2 separate regions of the Anas platyrhynchos genome follow, and region 2 is linked to region 1. A link is a contact called in public Hi-C data. All regions are on one chromosome and are shown on one strand. The core of a region is the stretch at or near the end of the contact, and the rest is flanking DNA. Distances in the headings are between cores, read along the strand shown.

The links. Hi-C and Micro-C count contacts between places; a contact is called where the count stands out from the background.
Region 2: a contact with region 1 is called in a Hi-C map of liver, with 3 times the contacts expected there. The contact joins the promoter of PAICS here to the enhancer-like site in region 1. A contact is called at or near these places in 2 of 8 Hi-C or Micro-C datasets (liver and skeletal muscle).

Annotation. Positions count from the first base shown.
Region 1 is chr4:50,898,404-50,906,129 of IASCAAS_PekinDuck_T2T, reverse strand. No RefSeq gene overlaps it. Among named protein-coding and RNA genes, the nearest start is that of TRMT9B, 120 kb to the left of the region's middle. Within about 2 kb of position 4,014, at least 3 of the 8 cell types and tissues checked have an H3K27ac peak or open chromatin away from gene starts, as enhancers often do.
Region 2 is chr4:51,080,129-51,087,854 of IASCAAS_PekinDuck_T2T, reverse strand. PAICS (phosphoribosylaminoimidazole carboxylase and phosphoribosylaminoimidazolesuccinocarboxamide synthase) reads left to right here and starts at 4,055. Exons shown (of 18, transcript XM_072037598.1): 1 at 4,055-4,662. The coding sequence starts at 4,275. It overlaps PPAT (phosphoribosyl pyrophosphate amidotransferase), which reads right to left. Exons shown (of 11, transcript XM_038178494.2): 2 at 2,530-2,596.

The DNA.
Region 1 (7,726 bases), core at 2,765-5,264:
GGTGTTCTCATACTTCTGTCTCTGACAGCTGAAGACAAAAATGAAAAGATGACTCCTTAATGCCTCAAAGTGCTATAGCAAACCTTATTACAGGGACTAATTTACAGGATTGAGGACAATTTACATCTCCAATAGCGCAACAAATGATGGTATCATCTACACATAATTCCCTCTTCACCCTTTTCTCCTGTCAGCTGTAATTTATCCATCATTGTCTTTGTTTGGGTACCTTCTGAGCTCTTTAGGTTATGCCTACATCTTCAGTGTTGATTCTAGGCAAGCCTGCAGCACCTGCACCTGCTGCTTCTCCCAGTGCTCAGCCTGGTTCCTGACTCTTAAACCTATCACCTACCCCTGTAGATTATATAGATATTATCTAAAATAGAATCCAAATAATCTGTTTAAACAAGCAAACAAACCAAACATGGCAGGGAGGTTGGAACTAGATGATCTTTAAGGTCCCTTCCACCCTAAACCATCCTATGATTTTATGATTCTATTAAAAAGTAATAAAAAAAATGAGCAGGAGGAGCTTCAGCACTTGTGATCATGTCCTAACAGAAGCAGAAATGTGGGAGAAGGAAAGAAAATATGGATATTATGAGTGGTGCTCCTGTCTTTGAAAAGATTCTTGGATCTAAGTTCTTCACCCCGTGTGTCGTGGTTGACCGGGAGCAATACTCTGCTTTGAGGACGGGTGTGTGGATGGGACCCCGACCGTGGGAGCTGTGAGATGGTATAAGGTTGCCCTCTTCTGTTGTGACAAGGTACGTTGACTCCTGCAGAATATAAACTGCTTTCTGCTCTTTGTACAGCATCTAAAATTAATTTCCCTGGAATATCGGAGCCTATGACTCCAGGCATTTTGAAGTCTTCATGAATAAAAGAGATAAAGAAGGGGGACATAAACAAGCAGATGATCTGGCTAAAAATATCTCTGCCATATCAGTGTGCTAACAGAGACATCTCTGTGTGCACAGTCAGACTGAAAACTGGTGTTTCCTCTTCCACAAGATAAAAATAAGAGTCATCCAGGGGAGCCTTTTGGGTGTTCTTTTCTGTGTCTCTTTCTGTGTCTTTATATAAGAGACTGTGTGCTACATGTCAGAATTACTGAGAACAAACTGACCCATCACTACTCGCGTTTCCTTATCATAGACTGACAGTTAATTATGAACAATCTGGAGGGCAAAGTAGTGTTTCCCCTCTACTCAAAATCGGGGAAAACAGATAGTGTTTGTTGTTTTTTTTTTTTTTAATTTTTTTTTGGGCCTATGTATGGAAATGTCTGTATGCAACCTTGTATGTCCTCAGATTCACCTTTGCCTTTCAGTTCAGACAGTTTACAGGAAGCATGAAGTGATTTAGTGGTGTGCAGAGAAGCCTTCCAAATATGAGCTGAATTTATAATTGACGTGTCTATGAAATATTAAACAAACCATTAGTGTCTCTGAGCAGGTTACTCACATGAGCACTTCAGTCTGTGCCGGATCATGTCTCTGTGGTAACATATTAGGCTCTGGCTTATTGAGAGTAAAGAAGCATAAATGAGAGCTCACTGGAGACAGACCATCAAAAAACACATTTAAGTGGATAAATACCAAAAAGAGATTTAATACAGTGGTTATATAAACAGCTTTAGCATTCCTACAATGCAGTTTGAAATAAAGAAAAAGTCATGTGCAGCAATAGCCACTTGATGATAATAAATGTGAAGATTTCAGAGATGATTACAGACCGCTGTCGGATGGAGTAGTTGTATGGGGAGGCTGTGTCTCTGTGCACTTGGGTCGTTCACTATGTAGAACAGGCTACAGGATGCCTACATGAAATCATGGGATGGAAGGAGGGCCAAGCAAGGGGGAGAGGCACACACCTTCCCAAACGCTATGCAGATGGCTGACAGGGGACATTTCAGGAGCTCTGGGACAGACTCGAAGAGTCTGCTGGTGTCCCTGCCCAGCAGCCCCGGTGTGCTTGAGCTGGGCTGTCCACCAGTCCAGGATACTTCAGACTTCTTTCCAACCTGAGTGGAAAAACAAAGAAACAAACAAGAAAACAATGGCATCTGCTAGCCTCGGCCCACCAGGCACAGCTAGAGAGATGTTGCTCTTGGTGAATGGCTCAGCTGTGAAACACTCATGGTCCCCTTCTCATTTCCTGAGGAATGAATGATGATGATCAGCTATTGGCATGGTCCATAACTGAAACACATCCTTGCCAAGGGATATTCGATAGTCTGTGCTTCTCTGAGATGTCAGCTCACCAAAGAGCACATTGGTTAGCTTGCATTCACAGTATGAAAATCATTGCTGTAGCCTCTCATCTCTACAGACCTGTTTTTTGTTGTTGTTGTTTGTTTGTTTTCCCTAAATACAAGTGGTAGAGAAAGGTAACATTGAGTGAAATACCAGCACACAGTCTGGAGTAAGTGGCAGCTGGTTTGCTCCCATCAGTTTGCATATACCAAAACCAGCCTTCCCTGCACTGGCTGGGTGTGCACGGAGAGTGTATGCTGTAACATTTTTCTGCTGAAGCCAAGGTCATTGCTAACAACATCAGAGCAGTCTCCTGCGTTTGTGTGCCAGCTTCCCTTCAGAACAAGTGCAAAGGTCTGAATGAGTAAGTCGGAAGGATTCAGAAATGGAAGAGAGAGAGAAGATGGCAAAGCAACAGCGAGGAATATTCCTAACAGTGCTGGAGAATGTCACAATTAAGAAAAAAAAAAAAAAACAAAAAAGAAATAGAACTAGTTTTTGAAAAGTATTGAGAGGAATAAAAGTATGAATATGAAATATCAGGCAGTGTTTTTCTTGTATGAACCGGCCAAGAGTCTGTACAAGGAACCACAGGAAGTTTCTCAAGATTTTATTTTTTATTTTTTAATTGAGAACTAGAAGCTCAACAAATAAATGTCGTTTCACTAAAGTCTAGACTAAAGACACTACACCGCCTGAGGGGATTAAGTGGATAATCAAAAACATTTAGTGGTTTCTGCTGTTCCCAGAGACCAAAACTAGGGACAGAGGAAAATCAGAGGTCGTAACTGAGCCAAACTGAAAAAAATCCCAAAACCCTGCAGAAAAAGATGACTTTCCCATATCCAGTTAGAGGCCAACTTGAAAGTAGCTAAGTATTATGAAAGACAGAATGCAAACACAGGATCTACAGCTGTGATCTGAAGTCCTTTCTTCTCCTTGTAGGAACATAAATACTCAGAAGAGTTTAATGCTCTTTTAAGCAACTATTAATTTTTTTAATATGTGACTCAATACAGCTCTTTGAATTTATTAAAATTGTACTTGGCAAACTGGAATGAGAATATGAAGACTGATTTTATAATGTAACATGTCTACTTAATTATTTTGAAAGGTAAAATTAGAAGTAAGATCTACATCACTGTGGCTGGAGAGCAGAAGCTTTTATGGGGAAATTAGTCTGGGATTTTTGGTAGGAAAATTACCTTTTGGGTAGCACTGCCTTTAGCAGGCTTGGCTTGTAAATCAGGTCTCAGGCCCTAGTTATATATTAAGATCTGGCTATTCAGATCAATCATTGTGTTTTTGTCTGTCGGTTTCCTCTAGATCATTGCATCAAAGATAATATTCAAACCTTTGGGACTTGGGGGTGAATGACACTGTTGGTAGTACCAGGTTGTACTTTCCATTAGTCACTGTAAGACCGAGTCTTCTCCAGAAATGACATGTAAGATTACCTCTAAATGCACATGTCCTACTTGGCTGAGACAGAGGGACCAGCTCACAGGAACATGGACTTTCTGGGTCAGGATCTGGCAGTTTAGATGACTTCAGAAATTGTGGGCAGAGGCGCTAGAAGAATGGACGTGCTGTTCTAGGGAAGCTTGAACCAAAGCCTCTCAGTGCCACGGAATTATATTTCGAGATTTTGTCCGCAAGAGAATCCCCACTGTTTAATTCTCCTCCAGCTGGACCTTGTAAAGAGGTTTCTCAGCAAGGCCTGCAAAGCACAGCATTGCACCAATCAAATCTATTAGTCACAAGCACATATGGGTGATGCTACCTACATCAGGCTGTGGGAACGCTGCAGTCAGCTAAGCTATGTTTGGCATTTGTTTTGTGTTGCAAAATCCCTTCACAGATGCTGAGCATTAGGCGACCACTGAGACAAGAGTCTGAAGCATGTACAAATCCGAACGACAAGGCAGAATCAGCTTCACATTCTTATCATTAGTTGGGGTAAATGATACCATAAGATGAACTTCTCTAAGTCCGTTAAAAATAGAAATTTAGAGAAAAAATATCTTCAGTTTCTTAAATGTTTATGCATAAAACATTAACAAGGGAATCAATAATTCTGTTTTAGTAGAAGCAACAACTCCAGAAGGCTGACAGTTTTGAGAATAAATTTATGTTTATTGGTTGGCACTTCAGGGGCTCTCAGAGCTATGTGTTACTGGTGTGTGTGTGTGCTCAGTACAAGGATGGGTTGTGCTGTGGTCTCATACCAGGCTCATTCATTAACCAAAGTGTCTGTGTTTTAAATGAATTGTTGTTGATTGTCCTGCCTGTGATTATATTGAATATCTGTATACGCTCATAAAATAAAGGTAAAATGCAGGTGGTAATGTTATTGTTTTCTACAATAATAGTAATATAAACTGAGTCAATTTAAATACTGCCTAAAATGTTCCACTCAGCAGAATAAGAGAAAATAAAGCTTGTTTTCCACTAGGTGTCAGTCAATCTATTTCTTTGGGTAAGTAAGGTCTGTGCAGACGAAAACTGAGAGCAAAATGCAGATGTAGAAGTGCTCCAAAAATAGTTATTTTTGTGAGCCACCAACCAAAAGTATTTTGAAAGACTGCGACTGAAGAGATTATTTTTTATTTTACTTGTGCCTCTGTGTTTTCTTATTTGTTTTACATTTTCCATTTAGCAGCAGTCAAGAGAAACCCCACAAACTCCAAGCCTCGCACAGCCCATCCATGAGCAAGCAGTTCTGGGAAACCAGAAAGCGGGGAGGAAGAGCAGAGGCAGGCTGGTGTGGTCTGCAGAACCTCCATTTTGTAATTTAGTGTCAGTCCTGAGCCAGCAGCAGCAGGATCTGACCTCTTCATGGGGAGGATGCCTCAGCTACTGCTTGTTGCAATGGAAAGCAAACTCCAGCAATTTTCAAGGGACCTCAAAGCATCAAGCCTTTGAACTGCCACTGCATTAAAGGGAAGAGAGCACCCTTCGAGACAGCGCAAGGCATGGAAATGTTCTTGGGAGAGGTCTGAGAGTCTAGGAAGGGTGCAGCAGCATAAACCAGAAAGTGATTTCCAAAGGGAGGAGACACTAATTTTTTTTTTCTTTTTCTTCTTTTTTTTTTTTTTTTTTTCTACTGCCTTTCCCTCTGTCCCCCAGTTATTTAGTTACTTACCTAAGCTGAGTAGCTCTTGCCTACCCCTCCCTCAAGCCTTATGCTTTTGTTCTTTAGTCTGATGTGTTTCAAACCAAACCCTTACAGATTTTTTCAGTCAAAAAGTTCTTAGAGATTATTTATAGAGAGGTATTTCTTTGTGGTACTGCGGGGCTGGAGGAAGTGGCTGATGCTCTCAGGATGAGCCAGGAGCACCCACAGGGGACTCCATGCCTACGCTGCCGTGTGTGGCTTTGCCTTTAATAAACCTACAGGAACCCAAACTCAACAAAACTAGCTGATTGTGTTAAAGTTGTAAGTAAGTGATTAAAATAGTAAGTCTACTTAAGAGTGATGTCTTTGGTGCTGGAATCTGTGCTGCTCTGAGGCTGTGCTCTCCTCCTGCTGTTCACAAACATCCCCGATTTCTTCGCAGCTGACAAAAATCTTGGCTCTTATATATGGGAATAAAACTTGGGATCTATGGCAGTCACTGTTGTTTCACTGTTCAAATTTTCACCTCTGTGAAATCATTCCAGAAAGATATTTTTATTTATGAAGTTTTATTTATCTGCTATTTCTATGACACGTACCTCAGAGACTAGAGAACCCTCCTTTGTTTTCCTGTGTGTATCCAGCTCGTTCCCAAGAAACGGAGCAGCAACATACTTGTTTGAGAAGGAGGCATGAGGGAAGTGTTGGCTCCCACCGTTCAGCCCCGGTTCAGCAGATGGGAGCTGCACATTTCCATTTGCCTCTGTGGAGCTGTGTAAATAAAACTGTTTCCTATAGAGGTCTTCAGGGCAACCACTTTCTCCTGTGGAGATGCTGAGATGGGAATGCTTGCTGGCTCTTCTCTTTCGACAGCTTTCTAGTAGCTTCCAGTGAGCTCTGAAATGCCAAGTGGCTGAAAACCCATCCCATGCCTCTTCCTGTAGGGAATATTGGCCACAGGACAGAATTACCAATCCTTAATTACTGCGTCTGTACAGACAATGATCTGCCTGGAGCCATACTCAGATAGAAAAGGGCTCTGAAACAAATCTATAGAGTGAGTTATATATTTATGTGAAGCCCTGGTGATGGTGAGGGCATGCCAGCACAAGTTATTAATGACACTGCATTTTTATCATGTGAATATGCCTGTATCGTTAGTGATCATCAGGGTTTCTGGACATAGCCTCACAGCTACACAAACAAGAAGTTATTTCAGCCAGCCGGTTGCATTTGACACAGAATTTCATACTTGCAATTCTGTGGTGAAAGGAGCTCGCTATACTTGAGGGGAAAGAGAAAGAAGCAGCTTTTCTCTGATTTTTTGGAACAACTGCACTGATTTGGTGTCTGTAATCCCCCGAGGAAGCCATGTCTCAGCTATAAATACCCTCTGAGCTAGCTCAGTGGTTTTATCTGGACTGGGATTAATTTATAGGTGTTGCATGTGACTCTCTCAAGGGGGTATATTTCTTACCCTCTGTGGAGCAGTAATGAGGAAAAATGACCAAGGAAGAGTTTGGGATATCTTTAATGAACAGCTTCATCCGTCGTTACTCTGTCCTCCTCAGAGAGCCTGCAGCTGTCCCAGAGCTGACAGCCAGGGGACAGCTAGCCCCTGGGGGCAAAGTGTCACCTGGGAGCTGCGGGGAAGGTAGGAGATGATGTAGCAGTATGCTCCTTTGTCACTGAATGCGTCTGGTTTTATATAATAAATCTTCTCAGCCAAATCCAGATAAAGCTGCCCCTGATTATCTGCATCCCCCTTGCCATCGCAAAGCAGGAGGAAGGCTCTGGTAATCATAGAATCATAGAATCATAGAATATCCTGAGTTGGAAGGGATCCTTAAGGATCATCAAGTCCAACTCTTGACACCGCACAGGTCTACCCAAGTTCAGACCATGTGACTAAGTGCACAGTCCAATCTCTTCTTAAATTCAGTCAGGCTCGGTGCAGTGACCACTTCCCTGGGGAGCCTGTTCCAGTGTGCAACCACTCTCTCTGTGAAGAACTTCCTCCTGATGTCAAGCCTAAACTTCCCCTGCCTCAGCTTAACCCCGTTCCCGCGGGTCCTGTCGCTAGTGTTAATGGAGAAAAAGTCTCCTGCCTCTCGACACCCCCTTACGAGGAAGTTGTAGACTGCGATGAGGTCTCCCCTCAGCCTCCTCTTCTCCAGGCTGAACAGGCCCAGTGCCCTCAGCCGTTCCTCGTACGTCTTCCCCTCCAGGCCTTTCACCATCTTCGTAGCCCTCCTCTGGACACTCTCCAACAGTTTCATGTCCTTTTTATACTGTGGTGCCCAGAACTGCACACAGTACTCAAGGTGAGGCCGCACCAGCGCAGAGTAGA
Region 2 (7,726 bases), core at 2,806-5,305, 180 kb before region 1:
TTTTATTCTGCAACTGGTATAGAGTCAGAATACTGAAAGGCTGTGTTTGCATGTGGTTTTAGGATATTTAACTGTCATGTTAAAAAATTGGTGCCTCAAACAGTCAAACTAGTATAAGTTTACTTGAATGGTTCAGCAAACTTTGTGCCAGATCAAGTATCATCTGTTGTCTCACAGATGACATGAAGCTTGCCCAGAGTCTGTATCATGTACAGAAATACAGTCACGTTCTTTTTTTACTTTGGCCAGTTTTATCCTGACACATCTGGCATTTCACAGGTCCAATGTCAATGGATGTGGCTATTTGAAGCATTGCTATAGCTTAAACAAGCAATGCTATTTTAAAACAGAATTGCTGACACAAATACATAATCTTTAAAATGCAGCTTGAAATATTTTGCTGATTTAGATTGCTGGTGTGGGACAGTGAACGTGAATTGCACCAGTATAAAGAGTTCCCAGTGAAGACGATCTGACATCTGTATTACATGAAGCCTGGTACATACCAGAACATGATAATATAGCTACTTCAATATAGATTTTTCTGCATATTCAAGCACGCAAAAGTCAGACAAAGCCTTTCTGCTGTTGACATCACTACATCTATACAAGAGATTTAAGTTTTTCCACATCCTGAGCCAGTTCAGCTATGACACTAATGTTTTCTTGCACAAGTCTAGCTGAAAGGCTCCAACAGACAAATCTGGATGAGTCTTCTGGGAGAGTTTAAAACAATGGATTAACAGCCTTTGTCAAGGGCTATAAATCCGTTGTCAAAGGCCAGCAACAATCAGAAAGGAGCACATACCCGTGCCATAGGCAGTACAGTTCGTACTCTAATACGTGCATTGGCTTAAGCTGTTGACAAAGGTGAGTTTGCAGTAACGCACTGGGTTGTAAATCGATGCAGTGAGCAGCAGGCACCTTTTCCATTCTCTTGTCTCTGCTAAGAATAGTCAGCCGGGGGTTGGAGGACAAATGGACACAGTAGCATCTTCACTGTTTTTGTTTGTTTGTTTGTTTGTTTGTTTGTTTTTATGATCTAGTTTATAAGTCAGACTTGTAAACTTATTTCCACTGGTGTAACAGATCCAAATGCTTGTTACATTGGCATTGTTTCTAGGATTACACGTCATATCTATTGTACTCCACAGGCTCTTTATTACACTGTGGTTATTATGGTTTTTAAAAGTGATGTAGCTGGGAAAGGTATTTCAAGGATATAAGAAACCATCACACGCTTTGCAACTCTTAAAATATCAAAGCTGATACAATGACAGTCAATTAAATTCTTAGATGACAGCCAAGTATGTCAGCTCACTAACATGGAAACTCTACTGCTTATTGTATTGGCTGCTACAAGTTCATTCTGAGAAATATCTTTTACTACAGGATTTATCTTTTAAAGCTCACTTTAAAAGGAAGTTGCAATTTCTGTTAACCTTAAGGAAAGCTGAAACCCAAGCAGGAGCGGGAATGAAAAACAGACAACACGGTGCAGTAGTTCAGAAAACTGGCATTTAAAAGTGTGTAGGGGGGAGGATCAGGCTGCAAGTAATGGATAGGAGGGGGGGAAATTCCAGAAGAGGCGACAAACATGACGCTCAAGAGACAAGACTGTGCACGAGGCATTCAGCAGTCACACATTTATACACATGCTGCTGCAACAAAATGGTTCTTACTCTTACACTGATTTGAACAGCTTAATTAATCTCCCTCAGAGACCCCTGAACATGAAAACAAATTGCTTTCGGACTGTGGTTAGAGAGTGCACTGGCATCAAGAACTGCCCTGTGGTTTTGTCTGCTGAAATAGTTTTATTTCCTATATGCTGCTCTTCCAGTGTTTAATAGGCTGATGATAATTTTTTCCTGATCACTATTCAAAACAGAATGAGCAAAACCAGTCTCAGAAAATGCAGGGATTCTCCAGGCATAATACTTCAGAGGCTGTGGCCATTTTATGTTTTTGTTTGTTTGTTTGTTTGTTTGTTTGTTTTACATCCCTGGGGATTCTCTCAGCTTGAGAAAGACTGGGTGACCTTCTCAGGTCTCCATTCAATCATTTATTTTGTTCATTTTCACCTATGGGTACAGTAGCTTCCACTTCCTTGATTCTCACTAAGCTAAGAATGTCATCCACTTGCTTGTGCAGAACCTGTAACTATTTTCCTTTTCTCTTTCTCAAGCTGTGATGAACTCTTCCAAATCTCTGGAGTTAACACTTTAGCTGCAGGTTGACTTTGGTAACTACTTTTATAGGAAAACAATAGCCTGATCTGGACCTGTGTGTCTGCTGCTGTGTGCATGTATACAAGCAGCAGGGATAATATTGGCATGTCTGTTTTAAACGCGTACTTAAGTCAGAAATTGCACAAATAACAGAATTAGATATTAGCACTCTGACAAAGCAAAAACAAAAAAACAAAAAATCAAAACATGATGCTTCCCCTCTTTTTAGCTATTCAGTTTCCTCACTGAAACAAACTGTGCATCTCAGTTGGGCATCTACAAAGCATTTACATTTTACCTTGTGCACTTTGAATGCCTGGGATGACTCTCCATCACTTGTCACAATTCCAGCACTCTCCTGGCCCCTGTGGACAAAATACAATTAAACATGAAATGCTTTGAATGAAACGCTGTACCATACTATAGATTGGTGGGTTTTCCCATTCTTCACAAGATGAAATTTTAATGTATGTTTATTTATTGTTTCATTTCACATGCCTGTAATCAAAACTGGTTTCTTGCCCGTGATACGCTTTATTTGCAAACAGTCACATAAGGTTTGTGCCTAAGCCCACTGAATTCAGTGGGAATCTTTCCATTAATAAGCACTGGCTCAGCCTCTTACTGCAGTCCGATTTCAGTGTGGGCATAAAATAACAGCAGATGCTTAATCTGCAAAGCCACTTTGCAGTGCTGGTACTCCGGGCTCCAGCAGTAGGCTCTCCAGCGTTACTGCATTTCTGTCGGGGTTTGGGGCGCTTTGTCTTAAAACTGCTGCTTTTGCTTAAGGGAATGCATTGTCTCTGTCACTGATCACCTGTGTGAAAGCTTTTGAACTCTCGCACTGAAGCAATCAAGCAGGCATTTGCACAGCTAGCTGTGGGAGGATCGCCATGGGGGTCGACGAGCCCCGTGGCTGGCGATAACATCGGGCTGGTGACGATGAGGCCCTGAGGAATGCGAAGAAGTTAGGAAGAACAAAGCAGGGTGATTCAGGAGACGCCTTGCTGTCTCCAACTGCTTGTTCTCCAACCCTGAAGACATGGGAGTTGCTAAATGTTTGCTGTTGCTGGGCAAAGTTGTTAACCGATGAATAGCTGCTGGGAAAGCTCCGCTTGTAGGGCTGCTGTATAAGAAGGGAGCCTGTCCTCAATAAAGGAGGTTGAAGTTATTGATCCCTACACATACCCTGGTTGTTTCGCCACAACGAGGACATTCCTAAACACGTTTATTTTAACTCAGGAAGATTGCCCCGTCTATAAACACAAAGACTGGCGTTAAAACTAACTGATTTGCTGCATCCAGAGACTTTCAATTCAGTATTGCAGACGATTCCCATTTCAGTATCGATGCTGTCCCTTTAAACACCTCCACAAGGAAGCGGTGAGAGAAGCAGGCATCCTGAGTGAAGGGCCTTTGCAAGGAGGCAGCTTACATCTTCCTTGTAGCGCTAATGGCAAAAAGTAAGCACAAGCAGAAGGGAAGCGCAAAAAGCTTATGCAATTTCGCCACTTTGGCGAATCCTCCACAGGCGAGCGTTTTATTAAATCATCGCTCAGTAATTAATGAGCATTAACAACGCGCGTGGGCGGCCCCCGGCTTTAAAACACCCCCCGGCAGGAAGGCTCGAGTCATGCCCACGCTGCTGCCACCCACCCGCACTGCAGCCTCACGAGGAGCCGCGGCGGTGCCCACGCAGGACACCCACACAAGCCCATCCCCAGCCCATTTTTCCACACAGGTGCTGCTCCTCCTCAGAGGACGCCAGAAACACCCGTGTTTTTCGCCACGGTGGCGATGCCGCCACGGTTTCTCGCGTGAGGCCGGGGAGACCCGCGGGCTCCCGAGGCGAAATGGCCGCCCAGGGCTCGGGTGGGCTCCGCGGGGCTCCGGCCGCCCGCAGGCCTTGGGGCCGCCCGTGCTCGGGGCCCGCAGCGGCTCGGGGCGGCGCGGCGGAGCGCGGCGCTGACAACCAGGCGCCTGGTTGCCTAGGGAACCAGATCTTGGCTAGAAATAGTGAATCATTTCCAGGTCACTTTCAACATGGAGTGTGGAGTGGGGAAGCACTGGACTGAGGAGGAGGTTAAAGCCTTGCTAAGCGTCTGGTCCGAGAAAAGCATCAGGAAGCAGCTCCGCGGGACGCTGAGGAATAAAGGGATTTTCATCTACATTGCCAAAAGGCTGCAGGAGTTGGGAGTTTGCAGGGATTGGAAGCAGTGCCGGGCAAAGTACAAAAACCTCAAGTATGAATACAGAACGGTTAAATACGCCCACAACTCCGGGGATGCCACTAAAACCATGAAGTTTTTCCACGACCTGGATGCCATATTGCGATATGAACCTGTCCTGCAGTTAGGCGCCGAAGAGAACGGCAGGTGCTCCGCGACCGAGGCGCGGCTGAACGCCAGCCCCACCACAGACAGCACCCAAGGTAAAAAAAACAAAACTCTTGCTATTTCCTCTCGTTGCTTCAAACCAAACAAACGCACGAACCAGCCAGGGCAAACAGAGCCAAAGCCCAAGTTTGCGGCTGAGGCTGCCCAGCCCCGGCAGCGCTGCGAGCAGCGACTGACTGGATGCGCTCCTGGCGCAGGGCAGAAAAATGTTAGCACCCACCAGTGTCGAAGCCTGTAAATACAGCCTAATTCTCATCAAATCATCCTAACATTAAAGCCTCGGCAAGAACTCGCTGCTCCTGCACCGAGTTCAAACCCTAAATTAAGGAAAACTGGCTGGTTTGGGTTTTCTTTTTCCCTTTGACATTTATTCACAGTACTTTGGAGTCGGGTTTAGTGGAGCTTCAGCTCAGACATAAACTTAAAGAGAAATGAAAGCTAATGTGGAAAATGTCATGAACTGTTTTCTGTGGTAGAACTCAAAATTTCCGATTTTTACCCCTACTTAAATCTGAAATTTCATTTACAGAGAGGACAACTAAAGGTAAATTAAATTATTTTGTAAGCAATTAACTTATTTTTTTAAGAAACACAGGACGTTTTAATAACTTCTCATGAAAAACTGCAATATAGTAAGGAAAGTAAAAATGCTCGTGTTTATGAGAATATTCAGAGGCAAAACAAGTAAATCCCACTGCTTTTATTCTGAAGGGTTTCTTACCGAATTAGTTGCATCCCTTGTTTTATTCAGCCCTCTCTCATATGCATTTAAGCTGTGCTTAACATTTCAATAGGGTCAATCTGCTATTTGACAGCACTCAAATCTCCTCATGGCATTCTAAATGTCACCAAAGCACAAGACCCAATAATAGTTCCGAGTATCAAAATAATATGGCTAAAAAGAGAAATACAAAGCTTAGCTCCCTTTGTGCCCACAGTATGTACCTGTTTATGTTATCTAAGACTGTGAATCTTTTCTTAAGAAAAACAACACAGAATTAGTATCAGAGGAGACTGCTAAAGGTGCTGGACATTGAGCTTGCCCTTGTACTCTTCCAAGGCTCACTCTATTATGTTGTGGTACAGGTCTAAGAAAAATGAATCAACATTTCTCTTGCCATTCTTTACCTTAGATAAAAGCTTGACCTTAATTTGTCATCGTTAGCAGAAAGCCTCTAATCTTTCACAAGTCACTTAAAATGAAGCAGCAATTTCATACGATTTTAACATGTATTCTCTGCACTATATATTGCTCCTAAATTCCATTTTTATTTTTAAACATGCAGAACTGAGAGCCAAATCTTTGGCTAATACAAATTGTTAGCTCCTGAGGACTATGTGAAGTTAAGATAGTGAGTGTCCTTCTGCTCAGGATCTGGACTTAGATTATCCTCTCTATTTTGATACAGTTTGCACCAATTGTTAATCCTAATTCTCACCTGCTTTAGGCCTCTAGGAAGTTTAAACCAGAAAAGGTTAATAGGAGTTGTGAATCCCAAACTGGAATAAAATAAAACACAAACAAACATCTTTGCCCCCTGGGTGAGACACAGCTCATTTTGAAGCACAATCTGGTTTTAAAGGCGATACGTTTAAATACCCTCTTAAGTGTCCAAGCATTTCTGTTACTTACTTTAGGGAAAACCAATTATTTTATGGATAAACACAAATTAAATGCAACTAACTGTAATAACACTAAGAATTTAAATGCAAAGCTTCCCATAACTGTAATTCAGCCAAATGGCAACATCCTAAGGTATAAAGCATCCTGCAGCTGTGTGGTGTAGTAACCACATGAACACCAGAGTATGTTCAAGGATCAATTACCTCTGTCCACAGATTTAAAAAATTAAGCACACAGCATGCTTTAGCTATCCATTCCTGAAGGGTCATACCCTGTACGTACAATTGCATGAAAGGACAGAGAGCATACCCCTGAGAACATCAACTTCATTTAAGGACACAAAGTCAAGCAAGTGATGCTGTTTGGGGGGCCCAGTTATTTCCCATTACAGTCAGAGTTGTGGTGTTTGAAAGGAGGGGCTGCCAAGCTCAGTATGTTGAAGGGCAGTTGTGAGGCAGAAGTGGCATTTGTGGCTCTGTGATGGTCAGAAGCCTTTTCGTGGGGGCAAATCTGAGGGCAGCACTCGCACAGGTCGAAATGGGACTTGGCACAGCCCATGTGCTTACCCAGCAATGAGCCTCACAGCTCTTCTGCTGCCTTGGGGAGGAATGGGAGGGACTGCAGGTGCCCTCTGTAAGGCAAAAAATACCAAAGTACATCGGTGTCCTTGCAGATGTCCTCCTGAGTTTCTCCTGTTTAAGCACAGGAGAGGAGGGAGGTATGTTCCCTCCCCTCTTTCAAAAGGGGCTGAGAAGCCTTATTTTGGCAGTGCTGGAGGAACCAAGGATGCTTACTTAGGCTTCTGCCTTGGATAGGAAGTGCAGGAAGAACAAAAGGCTATCAGTAAATTAAAACCTGTGCCAAATAACAATGTTCGGTATGCATTTCTTATTTTATTTGGAGAACAGAGTAGCTGTACTAATTCATTCTTTAAAACGCATGGCGCAGGACAGTGCATGCTCCCAAAGAAAATACTTTAAAAATAACCATTGTACTTAGCCTCAGTCTAAATTCTCATACTCATCCTTCATGTAAAGCTAGAAATCAAGTTTTGGTGTTTGATTTCTTTGATTCTCTCAGACTGGGAGACTGCTGGGGGAAGAGGAGGAAGGAGAAGGAGGAAAAAAAGAGACTACTTTTATGGGACTGAGTGGTATTTCTATAGCATTTCCCTGAGGTGTTTTTGATATCTTGTAAAAGCAGTTTTCTGTTGGAAGTGTAATTGAAGAAAGTAATAATTAAAATCACAATAAAATTTAAGAGAAAGGTGTCTGAGGCCAAACTCACGAGCAAAACACCCCAAATCCCAGCTCATTCATGGAAAGATGACGCTTTCCACAAAGCACATACAGCAGTGCAGGCCAGTGATGTTCATGTTGTGTTCCCAAAATACACTGTTTCAGGGCAAAGACATTGCTGTAGCTTAAGAAACCATTAGAAAGACCTTTTCATTTTGTTAACCAGTTTGGATTGTT